Linked DNA regions of Mus musculus: all the other regions are linked to region 3. A link is a contact called in public HiChIP or PLAC-seq and promoter capture Hi-C data. All regions are on one chromosome and are shown on one strand. The core of a region is the stretch at or near the end of the contact, and the rest is flanking DNA. Distances in the headings are between cores, read along the strand shown. Region 1 holds the start of Rps3 (ribosomal protein S3). Region 2 holds the start of Serpinh1 (serine (or cysteine) peptidase inhibitor, clade H, member 1). Region 3 holds the start of Neu3 (neuraminidase 3). Region 4 holds the start of P4ha3 (procollagen-proline, 2-oxoglutarate 4-dioxygenase (proline 4-hydroxylase), alpha polypeptide III). Region 5 holds the start of Gdpd5 (glycerophosphodiester phosphodiesterase domain containing 5). Region 6 holds the start of Arrb1 (arrestin, beta 1). Region 7 overlaps Arrb1 (arrestin, beta 1).

The links. Promoter capture Hi-C pulls out the DNA fragments that hold promoters and counts their contacts. HiChIP or PLAC-seq counts read pairs in DNA pulled down with a chosen protein or histone mark.
Region 1: a contact with region 3 is called in a promoter capture Hi-C map of the HPC-7 cell line. The contact joins the promoter of Rps3 here to the promoter of Neu3 in region 3. A contact is called at or near these places in 26 of 39 promoter capture datasets (the 3T3-L1 cell line, 3T3-L1-derived adipocytes, the C10 cell line and 16 more), 5 of 484 Hi-C or Micro-C datasets (Th2 cells, bone marrow-derived macrophages, cortical neurons and 2 more), 23 of 115 datasets of contacts at active chromatin or transcription factors (the SCID.adh cell line, astrocytes, bone marrow-derived macrophages and 12 more) and 3 of 9 other capture datasets (adipose tissue, embryonic stem cells and macrophages).
Region 2: a contact with region 3 is called in a promoter capture Hi-C map of liver. The contact joins the promoter of Serpinh1 here to the promoter of Neu3 in region 3. A contact is called at or near these places in 5 of 39 promoter capture datasets (cranial neural crest, hippocampal neurons, liver and 1 more) and 2 of 115 datasets of contacts at active chromatin or transcription factors (extraembryonic endoderm stem cells and trophoblast stem cells).
Region 4: a promoter capture Hi-C map of liver shows a contact between it and region 3, with 2.2 times the contacts expected there. The contact joins the promoter of P4ha3 here to the promoter of Neu3 in region 3. A contact is called at or near these places in 2 of 39 promoter capture datasets (embryonic stem cells and liver).
Region 5: a contact with region 3 is called in an H3K27ac HiChIP or PLAC-seq map of extraembryonic endoderm stem cells. The contact joins the promoter of Gdpd5 here to the promoter of Neu3 in region 3. A contact is called at or near these places in 2 of 115 datasets of contacts at active chromatin or transcription factors (extraembryonic endoderm stem cells and trophoblast stem cells) and 2 of 9 other capture datasets (adipose tissue and liver).
Region 6: a promoter capture Hi-C map of second pharyngeal arch cranial neural crest shows a contact between it and region 3. The contact joins the promoter of Arrb1 here to the promoter of Neu3 in region 3. A contact is called at or near these places in 21 of 39 promoter capture datasets (the 3T3-L1 cell line, 3T3-L1-derived adipocytes, the C10 cell line and 12 more), 1 of 115 datasets of contacts at active chromatin or transcription factors (bone marrow-derived macrophages) and 3 of 9 other capture datasets (adipose tissue, embryonic stem cells and liver).
Region 7: a promoter capture Hi-C map of neural stem cells shows a contact between it and region 3. The contact joins the enhancer-like site here to the promoter of Neu3 in region 3. A contact is called at or near these places in 4 of 39 promoter capture datasets (cranial neural crest, embryonic stem cells, hippocampal neurons and 1 more), 1 of 115 datasets of contacts at active chromatin or transcription factors (bone marrow-derived macrophages) and 2 of 9 other capture datasets (adipose tissue and liver).

Annotation. Positions count from the first base shown.
Region 1 is chr7:99,482,365-99,485,064 of GRCm38.p6, forward strand. Rps3 (ribosomal protein S3) reads right to left here and starts at 1,345. Exons shown (of 7, transcript NM_012052.2): 1 at 1,228-1,345; 2 at 206-336. The coding sequence starts at 1,257. Snord15a (small nucleolar RNA, C/D box 15A) reads right to left here and starts at 568; the gene lies at 421-568.
Region 2 is chr7:99,351,907-99,354,606 of GRCm38.p6, forward strand. It overlaps Serpinh1 (serine (or cysteine) peptidase inhibitor, clade H, member 1), which reads right to left and starts at 1,333. Exons shown (of 5, transcript NM_001111044.1): 1 at 1,147-1,333.
Region 3 is chr7:99,827,150-99,829,849 of GRCm38.p6, forward strand. It overlaps Neu3 (neuraminidase 3), which reads right to left and starts at 1,268. Exons shown (of 3, transcript NM_016720.2): 1 at 1,009-1,268.
Region 4 is chr7:100,284,089-100,286,788 of GRCm38.p6, forward strand. P4ha3 (procollagen-proline, 2-oxoglutarate 4-dioxygenase (proline 4-hydroxylase), alpha polypeptide III) reads left to right here and starts at 1,432. Exons shown (of 13, transcript NM_177161.4): 1 at 1,432-1,638. The coding sequence starts at 1,445.
Region 5 is chr7:99,380,078-99,382,777 of GRCm38.p6, forward strand. Gdpd5 (glycerophosphodiester phosphodiesterase domain containing 5) reads left to right here and starts at 1,441. Exons shown (of 18, transcript NM_201352.3): 1 at 1,441-2,131.
Region 6 is chr7:99,534,069-99,536,768 of GRCm38.p6, forward strand. It overlaps Arrb1 (arrestin, beta 1), which reads left to right and starts at 1,418. Exons shown (of 16, transcript NM_177231.2): 1 at 1,418-1,730. The coding sequence starts at 1,711.
Region 7 is chr7:99,557,876-99,560,575 of GRCm38.p6, forward strand. All of the region lies in intron 1 of Arrb1 (arrestin, beta 1), which reads left to right. Among named protein-coding and RNA genes, the nearest start is that of Mir326, 7.0 kb to the left of the region's middle. Within about 2 kb of position 1,381, at least 38 of the 459 cell types and tissues checked have an H3K27ac peak or open chromatin away from gene starts, as enhancers often do. A contact at or near this core is called in neural stem cells, where this site is marked.

The DNA of each region.
Region 1 (2,700 bases), core at 95-2,594, 340 kb before region 3:
GAAGCGCAACCATTTACTCAAGATCCCACCTGCCGCCCACCACAACGCCAGCACACACGTTAAATGGAAGGTAAGTTCTTCCCAAATGCAGTTCTAACAAAGCAGTTACACCCACTGAGGCCAGATTTACTGCTTGGTTGGCCCAAGTTTACACAGCATCTCAGTACACACAGTATTTACAGGTGACAATCAATGGTATTTCTACCTGGTGGCTAAAATAATGATTTCTGTCCTGGTTGGTGTAACTCGGACTTCAACTCCAGAGTAGCCATCTTCAGCCAGCTCCCGAGTGAGAAATTCATTCAGCTCAGCTTTGAAGATGCCATCAGCTACAAACTGAACCAAAGGAAACAAGTTACCTCTGAGGTGAAGACAGGGTTAGTCAGAGCAAGCCCAATGGCCCTACAGAAAAGCAGCAACCCTTCTCAGACAAATGCCTCTTGGTCATCTTTAGGAAGTTTCTTTTGACCACAGTGCTTTCAGCTGTGCCACAGAACGCAGCATAGTGAGGCATCTTGGACAAAGACAACACTTCCTACTCAGACTCGTCATCACCTCTTCATCGAAGGGCTCTACGGCATAATCTACACCCAAGAGACAAAGAAAAATCTGTCTCCAAGTAGCACATGTACAGCTGGGACTGTAAGTTGTACCTCGGATAGGAGAGGAATCCTGACTCAAAACAGGTTTATCATCTGTGTGCATAAGCACAAACGACAGACCATCTATTTCTAAACCTGGCAACCTGCACACTTTTCCCCCATGAAATGATAACCACAGGGACGCTGCAGCTCCGGGTCCCGAGTGAACACGGCAGCAGTCAGTAAGTAGGCTTTCAACTATGGCCACTTGCAGGATCACGCGACTAAGAGAAGGGACTGCTAAACTTCACTTACTAAAGAAACTGGACTAGATCTGATGGCACACGCCCTCTAACTGTGCCACAGGATTACTATTATGGAGACCAAGAAACGCTCAAAGGTGTCTAGTCCGGAACTGGAGGCGCCCGGTGTTCGAGTCGGTCCAGAACTCGAGGAGTTTGTCCCTCCCTTGCCCAGGCACACAGCACTCGCCCGGCTCCGGCCCAATACACAATCTACGGCCATCCGAGGCTCGAAGAGACGGCAGGCGGCCCCAGACGCTCCACAGGACTGATCACGGAGCCACAGGCCTCCCTGGCACTTGTAGAACCCGCGGCGGACTCCCGAACCGGGCCCAGACGCTTACCTTCCTCTTCTTGGAAATCTGCACCGCCATCTTGCAGCCGCGCGCCGCTGAAAGGAAAGGAAGTGGCTCGCGGGCGGAAGTAGGTATATAGGGCGGGAGCAATGACGCCGCGCAGCGCGGCGACCCTTGCAAGTGTTCATGGGAAATGAAGTTTTGCATGGGAAATGAAGTTTTGCGTCTAAAACGGCGTAGGGGGGGTGTAACCTAGCAACCTGTAATGTAGGCGGAACAGGAAGTAGACATCTAGTTCCGGTCTGAAAGTGCTCTGTACTCAGCAAGCTTGGGGTTCCAGCACTAACGAAGTAGAGGGTCACAAGTTTAAGGTCATCATTGACTACATAGCGAATTCGAGGCCAGCTTGGCCTTTATGAGTTTCTGACTCAAAAGTAAAAACGTAAATAAATAAAAAATTTGAAAAGAGCAACCTTCAGACTAGAGGTGCAAACCACAGGCATAAGCACACACTAACAGATTTTACCACCTTCACGTTCACGCTAATGAAAACTTTCATTGAAATGTATTTAGAGGACCAGCTGGATGGCTCAGTAAGTTACAGAGTGAGTGGGACAGTAGAAAACCATGGCTGCGTATACATATATGCAAGCATAAAACACATGCGTGCGCACATGCACACAGATTTAATATTATTACAAAGGTAAACCCTGATCCATGAGATGGGCTTATTTGTAGGATTTCTGGTAGTGAGCACCTCCACTAGAACCTGTGGGAAAAAAAAATTTTATTTTTTGGTTGTTTTGTTTTGTTTTGTTTTTCCGAGACAGGAACTTTTTTGACTCGCAGCAGGGTGGAATACCAGCAGCAGGGGCTTGTCAAAATAATAAAGCACCAGGGCTTCGGGGACAGACTGTTGAATAGTATAAATCTAGGCCATAGGACCTTCCCTTCACACAGACCCTGATGTCCACACAAGCAAAAGTTCATTGCCCAGAGGCAGAACCTGCTGATATAACTTGTACTGCAGTGTGTGGCTCACTTCACACTGGAAACACGGGAGTCTGTTTCACCCTGTATTAATCCCACGGAACAAAAGTAAAAACTATTACTTAAACTCTTTTAGACAAATTAAGCAAGTTTTATTTTCTATCAGACAGGGCTATCTCCCTAAAGTGGAGTTTTAAAGAATAGCATCAAACATAGAAGTGGAATTTATATAACTCAAAATTTCTAAGACTAGGTGGTTTCCAAGGGAAGAGAGATTTCCAGGGGAATGTTGGCTACACAGGAACTTGGCAGAACATCTTATCAGGGTGGAAGTCAGGGTATAATGGAGTATGGAACATGTCAAATTCCAGAAAATGGGTTGACGACAGGATCAAACCCAAGTGTTACAGAAAACAGGAATGAACTTATTTTGACCTTGTAACAAGATGGCTTCTAATCATGGGACAGAGTCAGACTGGTCTGTCACCTGATGAAGCTGTTTCTCCATTTCTAGTGCACCACAGCCATGGC
Region 2 (2,700 bases), core at 83-2,582, 480 kb before region 3:
GAGACGTGGGGAGCAGAGGCCGGTCGGGCCCAGTCCCCAGTGGGTACCCGGAGTAAGGAGGTGGATGACCTCTTTTGCAGAGGCAGAAACCAGGGCCCAGCTTGGGCCTCTTCGGCTCAAGCAGGTCAGGCTTTCTCCCGGGGGCTCTGCCTTCAGCAAAGCTCCCAGGCCGACCACTGTGGAGTCCTGTTACACAGCAACCCACTACAAAAACACCTCGGCAGGGAATCCTCGGAGAGAGACAAAGGACCAGACGGAAATGGGGGATGGGTACAGAACTATCAGAGAGTAGGGTGTGGCCTCGGCCTTACTTCCAGGCAACCAAAGCCCCCAGTTTTCCAAGGGCCTCCATGCGTGCCCTGGATGCCAAAGGGCCCAGAAGGAAGCACAGGAAGTTGATAGCTAGGCCGTTAGACCATACAGGGAATGGATGCCTTCTTCCTTTCGTCTGGAGGCTCAGGAATGTCCCCCAAGCTGGAGGCAGGATACCTCAAAGCCTCAGAGGAAGTCCTCGCCCTGCAGGAACCAGATGGGTGGACGGAAGGACCAGGGTGACTCAAGTCACCCAGGGCCTGTGGACCCTGACGACACCCCTTTCGGGTGAGGTGAAAGCAGAACTAATTGGTCAAGTCCGGCCACCTTCCACATAGGATACTGATTAAAAAGCGACTGCTCCCCAAAGCAAGGGGGTCCTTAACAGCTAGAGATGAGACACCAAGTCTACACCTCTTGTGCTAGGTTCAGAGGCCCCTACACAGCCTGTGGGGAGGTTGGTCTGGGATCAATCACTGCGGGTCCCTGGGCCTCCACTCCTGAGTTAGGGACTGCAGAGCTGGCCCTTCCCCGTGGACGATGGGACAGTCAGGTCTTTCCCCTCCCCTCTCAGTTGTGCAGAAGGTCACCAGCATTTAGTCCCAGCTCTACGCATTCCCTCTCACCACCTTTAACCTTCCCCGAGCTGAGACTTCTCCGTACTTTACCAGGCAGTCCGCGTACTAGACCGCAGCTCCAGGGAACCCAGGCAAGTGACAGTTCCAAGTCCGATCTTTCACTGCCCACCTGTGTCAGGACCCCAAGCTTTGGAGCGATCCGTTCCCCCTTGGCCAATGCGCAACCCCAAATCGCCCGGCCGCTCCCGCCCCTCACCTGGGCCGGGCTGGGCTGCTCCGGGACCGACAGGGCAATCGCTCCTCAGACAGGCTCTGCTCAGCTCACTGCCCCGGGCCCTGGATCTATATATGGCTGGCCCCACCCCCTCCTGCCTGTCCCAAGAAACTTCTGGAAAGTTGGAAACGCTTCCGGAGGGCGCCGTGGCTCGGAGAGGAGAAAAAAAGCCAAAGACCTCCCCCAAACCACCCTGGCTCCCGCCCCTGTGCCTGCGGGCTCTCTCCCAGCCCCTGGGTCCTACTGCCCCCTCGCCCTACTAGGTAGAGGGGACTCTCCTCCCGCACCAGCTAGACCTTGGGAGCCAGGGCATTCTTGGGATTCCGCGGTCCTGGACGTGGAAAAGCAGGGTTTAGACTCGAGAGTGAACTGAAGGCAGACAGGCTCCAAAGTCCTGCGCTCGGGGACTGGAGTTGTCGTCTTCTCGGGGTTGCCCACACAAGCCTGCTCTGATCACATATCCCTTCTGCCCCACATGACCCTGCTCTGCCCCAGTAGATCCATTGCCTACTGTTATCAAGCTTTAATCAGGGACCCCTGATGCTACTCCTTAGTCAGGGGCCCTCTCCTTTGCCTTAGGAAAAAGTCAGAGGCAGGGGTCCCTCTCCAAACCAGGGTTCACCCTTGAAACATCCCTGGGGAGGAGAGGCCCTGAGAATTCTAGCTGGACCCTCACCCTGGCAACCAAGTCTTGAACTGATTTCAGACAGACACCTAGGTGGTTCCACTGGACATGAAGTAGTATACAGCAGGGAACATCCTGGATGAATTAAATACAGCATTGTGTGACTTTCCTTCTGGGCCAGTACCCTTGGTTGATGTTAAGTCCTAACTGCCCCTTTCTCCGTCTCAAATGGGTCATCCCTGCTATCTCCTTCCCTCCCTCCCTATCTCCATTGCCTCTTGGGGCTCAGGGTCTCACTATCTCAGGCTCTCCCGCCCCACCCCACCTCTTACACTGAGATAGCTTCTTGAGCCCTGAGTTAACTGATAGTATTCTTTACTATTCTAGTGTCATGCACAAATCTGCACAACTGGGCAAAGTCCCTGCCTTCAGGACCTCCTTTGTGAGGGGTGTGTGCAGCTAGTGGGGAATTCAGTAGGTGAGGCCTGTTGTTTTAGGATCCTCCTATCTTCTGATAGTGGAATGACAGACAACAGATGGACATCACTAGAGAGGAGGTGGAGTGAGAGGCTTTTCCCCCTCTTTTCAGTGCACTGGGGCTGGAACCCAGATCCTCAGGAAAACCAGGAAAGAAAGCATCCTGCCACTGAGCCCCAGCCCCAGCCCCAGAGAGACCCTGTATGCATTCACTCACATTCAATCAACAGACTCATAAGTATTTTCTTTCTCCCAGATGCAGAGCCTGTGGAACAGATGTATCCTTGCACTCAGCATCCCAAAAGATGAGTTCTCTGCAGTTATAGAGAACAGTGGGGGAGGGAATGGACCCCCAGCCTTCCCCACTTCGGGCTGAGGGAAATATTAGATCCTAATAGACTTAGACCCCAATCAAAGGATCAGAGAGTATACGG
Region 3 (2,700 bases), core at 18-2,517:
CCAGCCGCAATAGGCATATATATGGAATATATATATATATATATATATATATATATATATATATATATATATTCTCCATACAGCCTAGCTGAGCCATACGATGTGCATACACACTGATGAAGTTCTCACAATGAAACCACATCATTGTTGTGTTCTCAGTACCAAGCCCCATCATTAAGCACTGCATTATTCTATCAATTACAACCTCCTCTTAGCACCTGGGCTGGTCTTGAACTTGTGATTCTCATGCCCCAGCCTCCTGAGTGCTTGGATTAACAGGAGCCAGGCCCCATGACTGGCTCTCATTTGTTAAAGGTTAGTAATGTGTACTTATCAGGACCATTCAAAAATGCTTTATAAACGTTAAGGCACTATACAAATTGATGTCTTTAATTATTGTGAATGCTGACCTTTTTACAATTCAGTTTTGGTTCTGCCATCACCTCAACAATTAAATTGTCATTAATTTTCACTATGATTATTCTAATAATAATGATGACAGTGGTAACACAGTGGCCTGGTCACACCTAAAGGATTCACCCAAACTATGTGCTCAGAACTAGGGGCTGAGAAGAATCTAGTACAGGTCTGCTTTGGAGTTGTTTGCTTTAGCAGATAATTCTGATTATTAATTACTGTTCCATACTCTCTCACCTTCCAACCAAGTCCTCTCTATTCTCTTTCTTGGGGAGAGTACAGTTTAGCACGACTTCTGAAGTCAGCCTTGTTTGAAGAGGAAAACTTAGGGGAGACCACTCAGTTGCAAATCTAGTATCAAAAACATTCCACCTTGGAACCTTTTTGGTCGCCCACAACTCCTCTATAGTAAGAAGACTTCACAGTCTCGGTTTGTTCCCACAGTTCTAAACTACAGCTGAAGTTTGGCTTTAGATGGAAGAAAGCAAAAGTAGAATGGTCCTAGCTGATTCTGGCTGACTCAGTCTTCCTTCCTGATGCAGGTCCCCACAGTCCCCGGCCGAATTCCGGGTGACTCTCACCCCAGCTCACCGGCTCCGGAGGCTCTCTGGGCTCTCCCGTGGAGTCTCGGAAGAAGGCCTGAAGCTGAGCTGGGGCGATGGAGACTGGATAACAGCGACAGAAACCACAGACGCTGAAACGAACCCAGTGACCGCTGCGCAAGAACTGGCAGTAATGAGACAAATATCCCAGGAGCAGAAGGAATGCGCTGGGGAGCAGGCGCCAGAGGACTGAGAGCAGCGTCTGGGTGTCAACCTCCCCGGCCAGGCCACGCCCCTTCACCGCGCAGTGCCCGCCCTGCTTGCTTCTCCACGCCCTTAACGATTGGTCTGTGGAAGGTATCACCGCCTAAAACTTCCCTAGACAGTCTAATTGTCGAACAAAGGTTCCGAGGCTCAGAGGGGACTCCTAAAAAGATAAAAGGTGGAAGGGGGTGTTTTCACACAAAGCACTGGACATTCTCCTTGCAAAAGGTTCCAAAATGTATATATTTATCAGGGCCTGGTGGTGCGGGGCTGTGGACTTTGCTAGTGTGGTAGAGACTGTTAAATTTCATCTGTCTGGACTACAAAATGAGTTTAAGGCCACCCTGAACAATTGCCCTTCTCGCAAGATTTTTAAAAAAAAGTATAAACAGAGCCGAGAAACCAGTTAGGTGGCAGAGCACTCGCCTAGCAGGTGCAACGTCCTAGGTTCACTCTCCTGTACCTTCGATAACTTATTGTATATTGTCTACACACATTTACATACATGTATCTGTCACCAAGTACTGAATCCATTCTCTTGTTTCACAATCACACGCAAGGACCATCCCATTCTTCCCCACCTACCAAAATCAAAAGAGGAAAAGGCCCCTCTTGACACACTGCAGCATCTAAGAGATCAGCCAGGGGTGGGGACAAAGAAAGCTAAAAATGACTGTTAAAAAAAAACAACAACAACACAAACAAACAAACAAACAAAAAAACAAACCGAAACAAACAAACAAACAAAACCCATCAGGTCAACAAGGCTACCAGAGGAGACTAAAAAGAAAATGAAAAAGTCACGACCAAAACAAAAACCCAAACAAACAAACATAAAAACCAAGATGTGGAGTACATTGGTATCAAAATTCACAGTGGTTCCTTATGTACCAGGTTAACATAATGAACTAGGACATTTAGCATAGTGGCATTACCCTGTGGGGAGTGACTTGTATTTGACTTATAATAGTAAGATGTATGATAGCACCCTTCACCTTATAATATAAGAAATCACACCCCCAAGTGTGGGTCTAACCACAGTAAGATAGAAAGCAGCACAGCAGGGCCGATTCGGCCGGACCCCATTCCTCCTCTGCCTGTGAGGATGCCAGGGGGCAGGGCCCTGTCCACCAAGGAGCAAAGTGACTTCCTTTTATTTCATCCCAGTCATGTTAGGAGTTTCTCTCCCAAATGGCTGCCTCCTCTAGTTCCAGTGTAAGAATATGGGGTCTTCTTTCTTTGAAGTGAACTTGATACTCAGAAGTAGAACTCACATGGAGAGAAACAATTGAAACTCATTTTTTTTGTTGGAACCAAGTAAAACATAAAGGAATTTGTCAAAAGATGAAGGGAAAGATGGAATATTAACTTAAAGGATGGAAAAACATTGACTCCTACTGAGTTTGAATCCCTGAGCCTGAGCAAATACCATGGGTACGGCAGTGAACGCTCTAAGGGATGGGCTTTCCTAAGACAC
Region 4 (2,700 bases), core at 182-2,681, 460 kb after region 3:
TCAGAAGTCTGAACCGATGTATTAGACTTTTTCAGCACTGTGACCAGATATCTGACAGACACACTGTAACAGAGAAAAGATTTCTTTGACTCCTGGAGCCCATCATGAAAAGGAAGGTGTGTTGGCAGGTCTTGCCCCGTCTGGTGGCTAGCATATGTGGCCGGTGCTCACATCCAGCAGACAGAAACCTGATGGCTCTGGCCAGCAGTGAAGCCTTAGTGAACCTAGTGGAGTATGTAAGCCCTACTTCCCCAAAGCTCCATAGCTTGGTTTTTACCAAGTATTCAAGAGGATGAAACTGTGAGGTTCATTTCAAATTCAAACCGTAACGAATAGGTGTCACGAGATAAAATCAAGGTATTGGCAGATCTGTTCTTCCTGCAGACTAGGAAAGATCTGTCCCCCAGCCTTCTCAACCTTCTAGAAGCTACCTACAACCTGTTACTCACAGACCGTTTATCCATTTTCAAAGTCGCAACACAGCATCATCAAGTCTCTGATTTGGCTGTTATTGTCCTGTATCTTTCTTTGCCGTTTGTTTGTTTGTTTTTCGAGACAGGGTTTCTCTGCCTCCCAAGTGCTGGGATTAAAGGCGTGGGCCACCACCGCCCGGCTTTTTCTTTGCCTTTTTAAAAGGACCTTGGCAACTGCGTTGAGCTCACCAGGATAATCCAGGATGGCCTAAAGTCAAGATACTGTTAGAACTACACACATTGACTCTGTGAAGCTCTCTCCCCATCAAAGCATGCCAGGGGAAGCCCCTCTTTGGGGATGAGGTCCTCACCCATTGCACACAGCCTGTGGTTGCCCATTTTGTGTTTTTATGGTGGTTTACATTTCCATTTCCCTTTATGAGCAGCGGGCTGCATCTGCACCTACTATAGCACAGATGTTACTGAACACTTAAATGAATGAGTAAATGAATAAACATTGCTGGGCAAAAGGGATAGCGGGGTGAAAGAAACAAGCAGCCTAGTAGAATATAATGATGGTATTTTTGTGTGACTCTGTAGTGACTCGATCCTAGAGTTTCAGCTTCTGTAAGTCCTAGCCATCTTTCAAGATCACCTGAGGTCCTGTCCTCTGTGAAGACTTTACCCCTCTGCCCCAGCCACCTGCACTTCTGTCACCATGCTGTGTCACCCTTTGGAGTTCCCCTCATAATCCAGAGGTTTTTGTGTCCTCCCCTGTCCCACAGGAGGAATTTGGATGATGGCTCAGCACGGCTGTAACTAGAGAAATCACTGCTCACCCGCGCTCGCCTCAGTTCCCCCAAATGTGACAGGCACGGTGGAATCAGTGTGGAGTTAGCGGCGGGCCAGGCACTAAGGAATTCAGTGCTGAGGGGACGGAGGCGGCCAAGGGCGGGCGACGGAAGGCTGCGGGCGGGCGGGCGGGCCGGGGCGGCGCCGGGCGAGAGCGCGGAGGGACGCGCGACCCTGCGATGGGCCCAGGGGCGCGGCTGGCTCTGCTGGCGCTGCTGGCGCTCGGGGGAGACCCCGCGGCGGCCACGGGGCGGGAGGACACGTTCTCCGCGCTGACCAGCGTGGCGCGCGCCCTGGCGCCCGAGCGCAGGCTGCTGGGGACACTGAGGCGCTACCTGCGCGGCGAGGAGGCGCGGCTGCGCGACTTGACCAGGTGAGGGCGTCTCCAGGGAGCCGGGATGCTCAGCGACTGAGGGTGAGGAGTAACTGAGGCCCAAAGTGACTTCCAGACCCAACTGTCATGTGGTGGGGACCCTGAGACACTTTGAAGGGGAATGAGGAGTTCTGTGTCACTCTCTCTCTCTCTCTCTCTCTCTCTCTCTCTCTCCCTCTCTCTCACTCTCTGTGTCTGTCTGTCTGTCTGTCTGTGTCTGTCTCTTTGTCTCTGTGCCTGTCTCTCTGCCTCTTTGTGTGTGTGTCTCTGTCTCTCTGTTCCGGTCTCTGTCTCTCTCTGTGTCTATGTGTCTGTATGTATGTGTGTTTGTCCGTGTCTCTGTCTCTTTCTGTTTCTCTGTCTCTCCCTGTCTCTCTGTCTCTCACTCTCTGTCTCTGTCACACACAAACACACACCCCGGGGTGTGACACCACCCCCCATCCACCTTCACATGTCCAAGTTGATACACTGTGAAAAAGTGTAGGTAGCATGGAGATTCTAGAGTCCAGTTGGATCTCACAAATACTGTGTCAAGCAGCAAATGACCTTGGACTTCTTGTCAAGTTACTGCTGACACAGTAGAATGCTGTGGTGACCATTATAGCTCTTATTTCTTTTTCCATGGGTAAAAGTTCTCTGAATGTAAGTAGTAGCTGAGAGGTTGTATGTATGTGAAAATGTCTGACTCCAAAGAAAACACTGTGAAAAACTACTTCACACGGGGTAATACTGGGAGTAGTGTGCACAAACACACAGCCAACATTATTTTTTATGCAGTCAGCAAAGTAGAGTTAGATCCTGGAAGGTAAACTGTTGTAAAGTGTGGGACTTAGAGCACTAATCAGTGTCCAAGATGAAAAAGGAATGCTTGCATATGATACCAACATGTCTTGTGCCTTCTTTGCTTTGGACACTGAGAAGCCCACGGACTATAAGGCACAGTTGTTTCCACATAAATCCAATTGATCTTACAAACTTGTCTAGACAGAGCAGAAGCACATCATTTGATTTCCAGTAACTTTAAATTTCAAATCCATTCCCATGCCAACCCGCCCTGCTCCA
Region 5 (2,700 bases), core at 191-2,690, 450 kb before region 3:
TTTGGTCCTTTGGATAAGTCTGAACTCCCTTCTACCTGCCTCGCTGGAATCTCCCACTTTGACTTTTGCTCTACTGCTGCCAGGATTTCTCAGGAGCACGGTCAACTCCTACTAACCTTGCTAGCTTTTTTTGACCTCAGTTTGCCTGTAACCTGCTCAGGGAAGCCTCTGCTAACCAATACGAGGCAGAGATCTCTGGAGGTGTCCTTTGTAAGTGCTGTTGTTTCTGTCAGGAAAGCCATTCCTTTGGTCTTCTAAGCCCATGTGGTTCCTCACTCATTCGACTGTCAAGTTGCAGTGTCTTGAGTTTCTTTAAGGTGGTATTATTATGTCTTGTGAGACAGGCTCACACTGGCTTCCATTCACTGTGTAGTCAAGGATGACCTTGGCATCGCCTTAGGAGGCTAAAGCCATCTTCCAGAGCCAGTCTAGTCCAGGAATGTCACAGAGTTGGTGGATAGAATCCTATACCAGCAACAGCAATCTGGAAAACACCATGCGCCCCCTACAGTCTTGGTCCACAGCAGTGACAAAGGGGTTTCACGCAGAAAATTGATTTGAGGCTTGCAGATGAACCTGGGCTGGGCTGCCTCATCCTAGGGCTCCCCAAGCCAATTAGTGACTTAAGCCCTGCCCACGCGCACTCGCAACACTCATTCATATATCAAACCCTTCACTCCTGTTCGGTGCCTCACACAGGACGCTGGATACTTCAAAGACAGGGAGGGGTGGGGAAGGTGCACAGCCGACAGAAGTCACGATTCGAAGTGAGCTGTCCTCACACACCTCCGCTCATATTTTTGAAACTGATAACGACGTTCCTCCCTGAGCCGCAGAACTCTGGGAAAGGGGAAGTGTGGGAAACAGATCTGCTTTTTATTTTTACAAACTTTTTTGCATCGCTTCCTAAAATCAGAGCCTTGCACTGCTCCCAAATGCTACTCAGTGCAAGGAGCCCTAGCAGCGGGGAGGAGCAAGAGGCTGGCTGTATCACGCTACGCCCCAGGTTCCGCCATCCAGGGACATCCCAGTCCTAACCTCGCCTCCTCCATGCTTCGCCCTTTCCCACTGCTGGCCTCGTGCTCAGTCACAGTCAACCCAGGCCCCCGAGCCCACCATCTTGATCTCCAGGCGGCTGGCTCGCTTGCTACGCGCAGCTTTCATTGTCCTTCTCCAGCGGCACCAGACCACGCTCAGCAGAGTTCCACCCCTCTTCCACTCTCCCATTGGCTCTTGCTGCCCAACTGCGCCGGGGACCGGCCTAGCAGTGTCTCTCACGCCCCGCCTTTGCTCCCGGCCCGGCCAGGGGCGGGGTTTCTGTTGGTCCCACCCTTTAGGGGAGGGGCCAAGCTCGCAGGCGCTCCGGAGCTGTCTCGGCAGGGCTCGGCTCGGCTCGGCTCGGCTCGGCTCGGTTTGCAGCTCGGGTGGGGGTGGGCGGCTAGGGTGACAGCGGCAGTAGCAGAGGCTGCGGCGCGAGGCTGAGCAAGCGGTGAGCGGGGAGCCGGTAAGAGGAGGAAGTGGAGCGGCGGCCCGGAGCTCTGGAGTCCGCTGCCGGCACAGGTCCGCCCAGATTTGCAGAGTGAGCGGCGTCGGGACCTGGGCAGACTTCTTCGCCTTGCTCCGGCCGCTGGCGCTCCGCCTGCCCTGCCCTGCCCTGCCCTGCTTGTCCGAGCCCCGCATTCCGCGCCTGGACTTTCCTAGCCCCGTGGTCTGGAGCTGCTGGGACGTTCGAGCCCCGGCCTTGATCCGGAGTTCCGAGACGGGACGTTCTCGGCCCCATCATACTGACCCATCTCTGCTGGAGTGTCCTCCGCCCCCTGGTCGGCGCAAGGTGGCCCCAGCTCTGGGACTTGAGTGTAGAGGAGCCGGGACGCCCACCGGCCTCCAGCTCCTGGAGAACCAAATCTTCAGCTGCCTTGGACCGAACTGCTCCGGACTTGAAACTGTACTGGCACCGCCCGGGTCCAGCGCACCGTGAGGGGTCCCAAGCAGGCAGAACAGTCGGACCGAACCCCTGGGCGAGTCGAAGCTGCCACCTTTCTCCGCCCTAGGTTAAGGATCTTGGGGTGCTTGCTCCCAGGGGAACACAGGGGCTTCTCCTGCCACAGTCTCCAGCGAGCGGAGGTTGCAGGTGAGAGCCCCGGATGCGCGGCGGGAGCAGTCCCGGGAGCCTTAGAGGCAGGGCCCGGGTCAGCGGAGGGCGTGGAGGGGACACGGGCAGAGAGTGAACTGTTTAGGAGAGGGCGCGCGAAAGATAGTAGAGAGAAGCCCGCACTTATTGAGTGCCCATTGTGTGCAGGTCCGAGCCCCGCCCTTGCACAAGTCGTTCCTTATCCAAAGCTCATAGCAACCCCGAGATAAAAGCTATTGTGTATTGTTATGGGCGCAGACAGTTGGGGAAACTGAGGCGTGGCAGGGTTGAGGTCCTCTGCCTTCCATGTTGAGGATTAGACTGGGGAGAAGGGAGAAGATAAAGAGAGAAAGAGCAAAGAGGGAGGGGAGAAGAAAAGAAGTGGATAGCCTGCATGCACGTGAGAGCTTGGCAGGGTGGGGGCCTCTGGGGCATCGAAATCCAGGCACTGGTCCTGAAGCCGAAGAGGTCCTTCTTACCAGCCACTCTTGGGTCATGGGCATGCCACCTCCCAGGAAAGGTGAACCTGCGTTGAAGGCAGGGCTTCCCTGTTCCAAAAGATCTCTTCC
Region 6 (2,700 bases), core at 168-2,667, 290 kb before region 3:
GGCCTCTTGATTTTGAGCTCACAAAGTTTGCTTCCTGCTATCAATAGAGAACCCTACTCTGCTCCTTTCAAGAGCCCCCCACAACGGCCTGCAGAAGGGTCAGGTGGCTTCCTGCTCTGCCCTGGTTGGAGGAAGGGAAGATCCCAGAGGCTAAGAAAGGGCAGGTGAAGTTACAGACCTTAATCCACTTCCTCTTAGCTCTTACCATTGCCCAGATGTGGACCACCCTGCCTGTCCATTAGCCTCTACCCACCCCTCCCCAATCTGGACATAATTATAGTCATTATCCTGGGATATTATTACCAATTCTATAAACAGCACACTCTATGTAAACAGCATAGGTAACTGCTTCTGAACATAATTACAGGAGATGTTTCCAGACCCCGCAATTGCATCAGAGTAAATGATAGCTTCCTTTCCTATCGTTAATACTCCGATATTAGGGACCTATCAGTGCCAATTAGTCAAACTCCAGCAGTGAGGGGCTGAGGACCTTACATTCCTCCCACTGCCTCAAGATCCCTTCTAGGAGAAAATGGATTCAAACCCTTTCCTACCCCTTCTTAGCCTCTGAACTCTACCCTCCCACTGCACACCGGCTACTTCTCCAGGGGTAGGAAACGTAAGGAAAGTCAAGGTTTCCAAGGATACCAAGAAAGCTGCAGACAGTAGACTCTGCTGGACACCGCTGTGTGCAGGTGTCTGCCCGCAAGAACAAGCAGATTCCTTCAACAATTGAACAGGACATCTGCTGGTCTTAGGACCCAGCCAATAGACCTGAAATGGGCTGAGTGGTGTCCAGAGTCATTACAGGCACCTAAGCTAGGCCTGGGTGCTATATCAATGATGCTAGATGCTACAGGCCACCAGCTAGTTGGCTCTCGGTCCCTTCTTTATCTCCTGTTCTCACTGCTTCCTCTTTCTGCCTGCCCCTCCCCTTTCCACTCTCATCTGCTCTCCAGCATTGCAGTCCGCTGCCCGCCCCCACCCCTTCTTCCTGTCCCTGTTGTGTCGTTGGGTGGTATCTCTCCAGAAGGGCGGGGGTGGGGAGGGTGGAGCAAAGGGCGAAGGCCTGGCTAGGCTTTTGGAATCTTTCGCTGTCCTCACACAGGGGCGCCTCTGAGGCTGGGCCTTGAAGTCTGCGGATTTTCCGCTTGCTTCTATCCGCAGACACAAAGGCCAGTCCTGGCGTGCGCGGGAGAGAGCGCTCGCACCCACGACTGTGAGCACACATACACAACTGCACAAAGACGTGCTACCTCTACACACACACACACACACACACACACACACACACACTCTCTCTCTCTCTCTCTCTCTCTCTCTCTCTCTCTCCACACCCCACCTCCCGACAGGCTCGCGCGCACAGCCGTGCACACGCACCAGCACTGGCACGCGCTTGCGTGCACGCGCTCCCGTGGACCAGCCGCGGCCGGCCACGCAGCCCTCACTCTCTGGGCGCGCACACGCAGAGCCGCGCACGGAGGCATACACGCGCGCTCACACCCGCACGCTCCACGCCCCTGGCGGCGGCCTGGGCGCTGTGCTGCTCGAGCGACGGGCGGGGACCCGGGCGGGGGCGGCGGCGGCGACAGCGGAGGAGGCGGAGCGGGGTAGCCGGGAGCGGGCTGGCCCGCGCTTCTCCTGGCGGCCGGGGATTTTCCAGCCTGGACGCTGACGCCGCGGACCTCCCTGCGGCCGCCGCGGACCATGGGCGACAAAGGGACACGGTGAGTGCGGGTGGCCGCCCTGTCCCACGCGCGCGTGGGGACGACCTGGGCGAGGGCACGGGCGGAGGTTCCAGTCAGCGTCACCCGGGATCTGGCACTCTGTTGTCCTCCCAAGTCTCTTGTGTGGTTCTCTGGCCAGAACCATGTGTACCGAGGCACCCAGGGTGGGCCACCCCATTGGGTTCACGGCTCCTGGCCGAGACGAGCTCACACACCCAGCCCTGGTCGATAGACTTCAGGACGCTCTGGGGCAGGCTGACACACAACACACAAGCTCATAAACACATGAGCACCCTTCTGCAGGCACACACTGACAGTCGTTGCCACACTTCGCATTTGTGACACGACGACGTCACATACGGTCTCTCACGCACACACCAGTCTGTCAACACATTCTTGCTGTCAGTCCTGTTAGCATACACAGGTCCCACTCGAACACGCACCAGCTCTAACAACACCCTCGTGTTGCTACACACATGCGGGCATACACCGACATACGTAGCCTGGCACTTGGGTGCTGCAAAGCACGGTCTAAGCTAGTACGTGCAGTCTGTCAACCCTCTCTGACGTGACACGATGTGGCCACAGGTCTTAGTGACACATCAAGGCTAACCACACACATGCAAGGCATAAAATGCCTGCAGGGACTGACATCCTCAGAGCAGTGGATACACTCACTTCTGACTCCTCATAGCAGGGCCGGGAACACAGGTCACAGAGTGGAAGGCTCTGAGACCTGGAAGGCAGGTCCCCATTCACATGGCTTTCTTCCCCTCTGTCCTCCAAAGCACATAGCTAGGGGCTCCATGTAGCTGAGGGAGGGTGACGGGAACTGTTTTGTAGAGCTTGCCTTGAGAGGAAAGGTTAGGCCCTCGAAATGGAAACTAGGTCAAAGTAGGAGGGCTAGGGAGGGGCAGGGAAGCTCGTGGGGTCAACCCTTATGACCAGACTGGTTCACCTTCCTGGCCCT
Region 7 (2,700 bases), core at 131-2,630, 270 kb before region 3:
TTTAGTTTGATTGTTTTGTTTTGTGAGATAGAGTCTCTTCCTGGCCTAGAGCTTACCTACTAGCTCAGGGGTGCTACCAGTGAGCTCTAGGGAACTATCTGTCTGAACCTACAGTGCCGGACCACTGCAGACCTTTTTCACATGGGTCTGTCTGCTTTCCCAGCTGACTGGGCTGTCTCCATAGCCCACACCTCACTCTTTCAAGAACGGACCTATGATATCTGCCTTATTCCCTCCGGAGGGCAGTTCCCCCAGCCGCTTAGCTGACTTCTGCTGGCTTCTTTCTTTCCCTACCTTCCTTTTGCTTGAGCCTAGGCTTCATGTATGCAAGGCAAATATTCTACCACTGAGCTATACTCCCAGCCAGCTCCACCTCTTAAAGGTCAATCACCTCTCGATGCCAGCACACTAGGAACAGGCCTCAGGACCTGGGTGCTAGGGGGAAATGCTCAAGTCATGTCCAAACCATAACAATTCTCAGGGGCTGGAAAAATGGCTCAGTGGTCAAGAGTACTTGCTGTTCAGCCATGAGAACTGGAGTTGGTTGGCTCACAGAGTTCTGTAACTCTAGCCCCCAGGGATCTGATGCCCCTCGGACACCTGCACACACATGCGCAATACACTCACACAGACATGTACGTACAGACACATAAACAAGATATGTTCTGTTTTAGAGACAGGGTTTCTCTGTGTAGCCTTGGCTGTCCTGGAACTTACCCTGTAGATCAAGCTGGTTTCGAGCTCAGAGAGATCTGCCTCTTCCTCTGTCTGCTGAGTTTTGGGATTAAAGGCATGTGCCACCATTGCCCAGCCATAAATAAGATTTTTTAAATCTTAAAAATAAAAACCACGGGCTGGAGGGATGCTCAGCGGTTAAGAGCACCGACTACTCTTCCAGAGGTACTGAGTTCAATTCCCAGCAACCACATGGTGGCTCACAACCATCTGTAATGGGATCCGATGCCCTATTCTGGTGTGTCTGAAGACAGCTACAGTGTACTCATATCCATAAAATAAATAAGTCTTTAAAGCAATAAATAAAAATAAAAACCTTAATAGTTTTAGACAAAGCCTTGTCATCCTGGTTTGGGTTTCTTATCATGTATTTGTTTTAGTTTCTCTGCCTAGAAAGTGGGAATAATATAGTTTTTATTATGGAAATTTGAGTCTTCTATTATGAGAATCTTAACACTTTCCTGAGGAATAAATGAGTTAATATTTGAAAGGATGCCACATCAGGAGCTGTTATTATCACTCATTCATGGTTTTATTTGCTTGTTCATTTGCTGGGCACCCACAGGGAGCCAGGGCTGGGGCAGGCAGGGTTCTGGAGAGACAGCTGCATGCGTGACTCAGAGCCGGCTCTCGGAACGCCTTGCATCCTGAGAAGAGTCAGCCGCTGCACCTGCAGCTTCGGCTATTGATGAAAAGCCCTTGTCCTTTGCTTCTCCAGCTCTGGCTAAGCAGGCGCCTCCCTTGGGACACAGCAGGACTTCTCAATGGCTTTGAAATGTACTAGGCTAGGGAGCTGGGGACCTGGCGGGGGAGGGTGGGGGAGGCCTGCGCGAGGAGGCCTGCAGCAAAACCTGAGCGTTGGTTTCTTTGCCTTGTATGGACAGTTCAGACTGGTCTCAGCAGTTCTCGATCTTCCCGCCCTTGCAACAGCACAGAGAGGAGTTGGGCCTGGGGCTTTTGCTGCTGTTATGAGCCCTGGCCGGGGCTGACTAGAGAGTGCAGAGACTTGAGGTTCACAGGGTGTCAGGGGTCGTCGCTAGAGGTCCTGAGAAGCACTTGATGTTGTTGAGGAAGAGAGCAGCAAGCTTAGAGGGGGAAGGGCTCGGGTGCCACCCAGCCACCCCCGTCCTTAGCAGGGCTGCAGGGTCAACCGCTTCCATTTCCTGAGCCGGGAAGACCTGAGCTCTCATGCCTATTGAGACTTGATTGATAAGAAGTGAACTGCTTTGGGGACTGCCCTTTGGCAGCCAGGGTAAGAATTGGGGTGAAGAATGTAGTTTCTGCCTGGCCAGCAGCGATGGAGAACAGGGTCCCTGTCTTCCTCAGGTGAGGCTGTTCCTGTCTCACTTCCCTATGCTGGTCCACAGTCACTGAGGCTCAGTGGGACATTAGCTCTGTAGGACAGAACAATCTTGCTCCGTGCTCTGTCCACTCCTGAAGATTTCTGTTTGGGCTTCTCTTCCTGCAACTTCAGTTGCCAACCCTTGTTTACCCTCAGTGGTGAAAACTGACACAGAGTCACCTGGCTGCAAAGTCTTCTTCAGGTGTCCTCACATCTCCCCACCCAGGATTCTGAGTGGTTCTAAGGCCCTGTATCTCCCCTGCCTCCTGCCCACCTCAGGGTGCACCCACTGGCTTCCTTCCAGTGGTACCAGGGACTGTCCTTACCACATTCAAAAGAAGCATGCTAAGAAGGGCTTGCGCTCTTCCCCTTCCAAAACCTGCTCCGTGTAGCACAGTGGGTGTGGGTTAGGGGTGTATGGCCATCACCTGAGTGAGCTCTCGGGGGTTGTAGGCATGGCAGTAAGGAGATCAAAGTCAGCCTGGGCTACTTGAGACCTTGTCTCAAAACAAAAATATGCAAACGGTAAGTGAGCTAGGTGCGGTGATGCACATCTCTAATTCCAACACTTGGGAGACAGGCAGGAGGATAACCAGTATGAGGCCATAGTGGTCTATATAGCA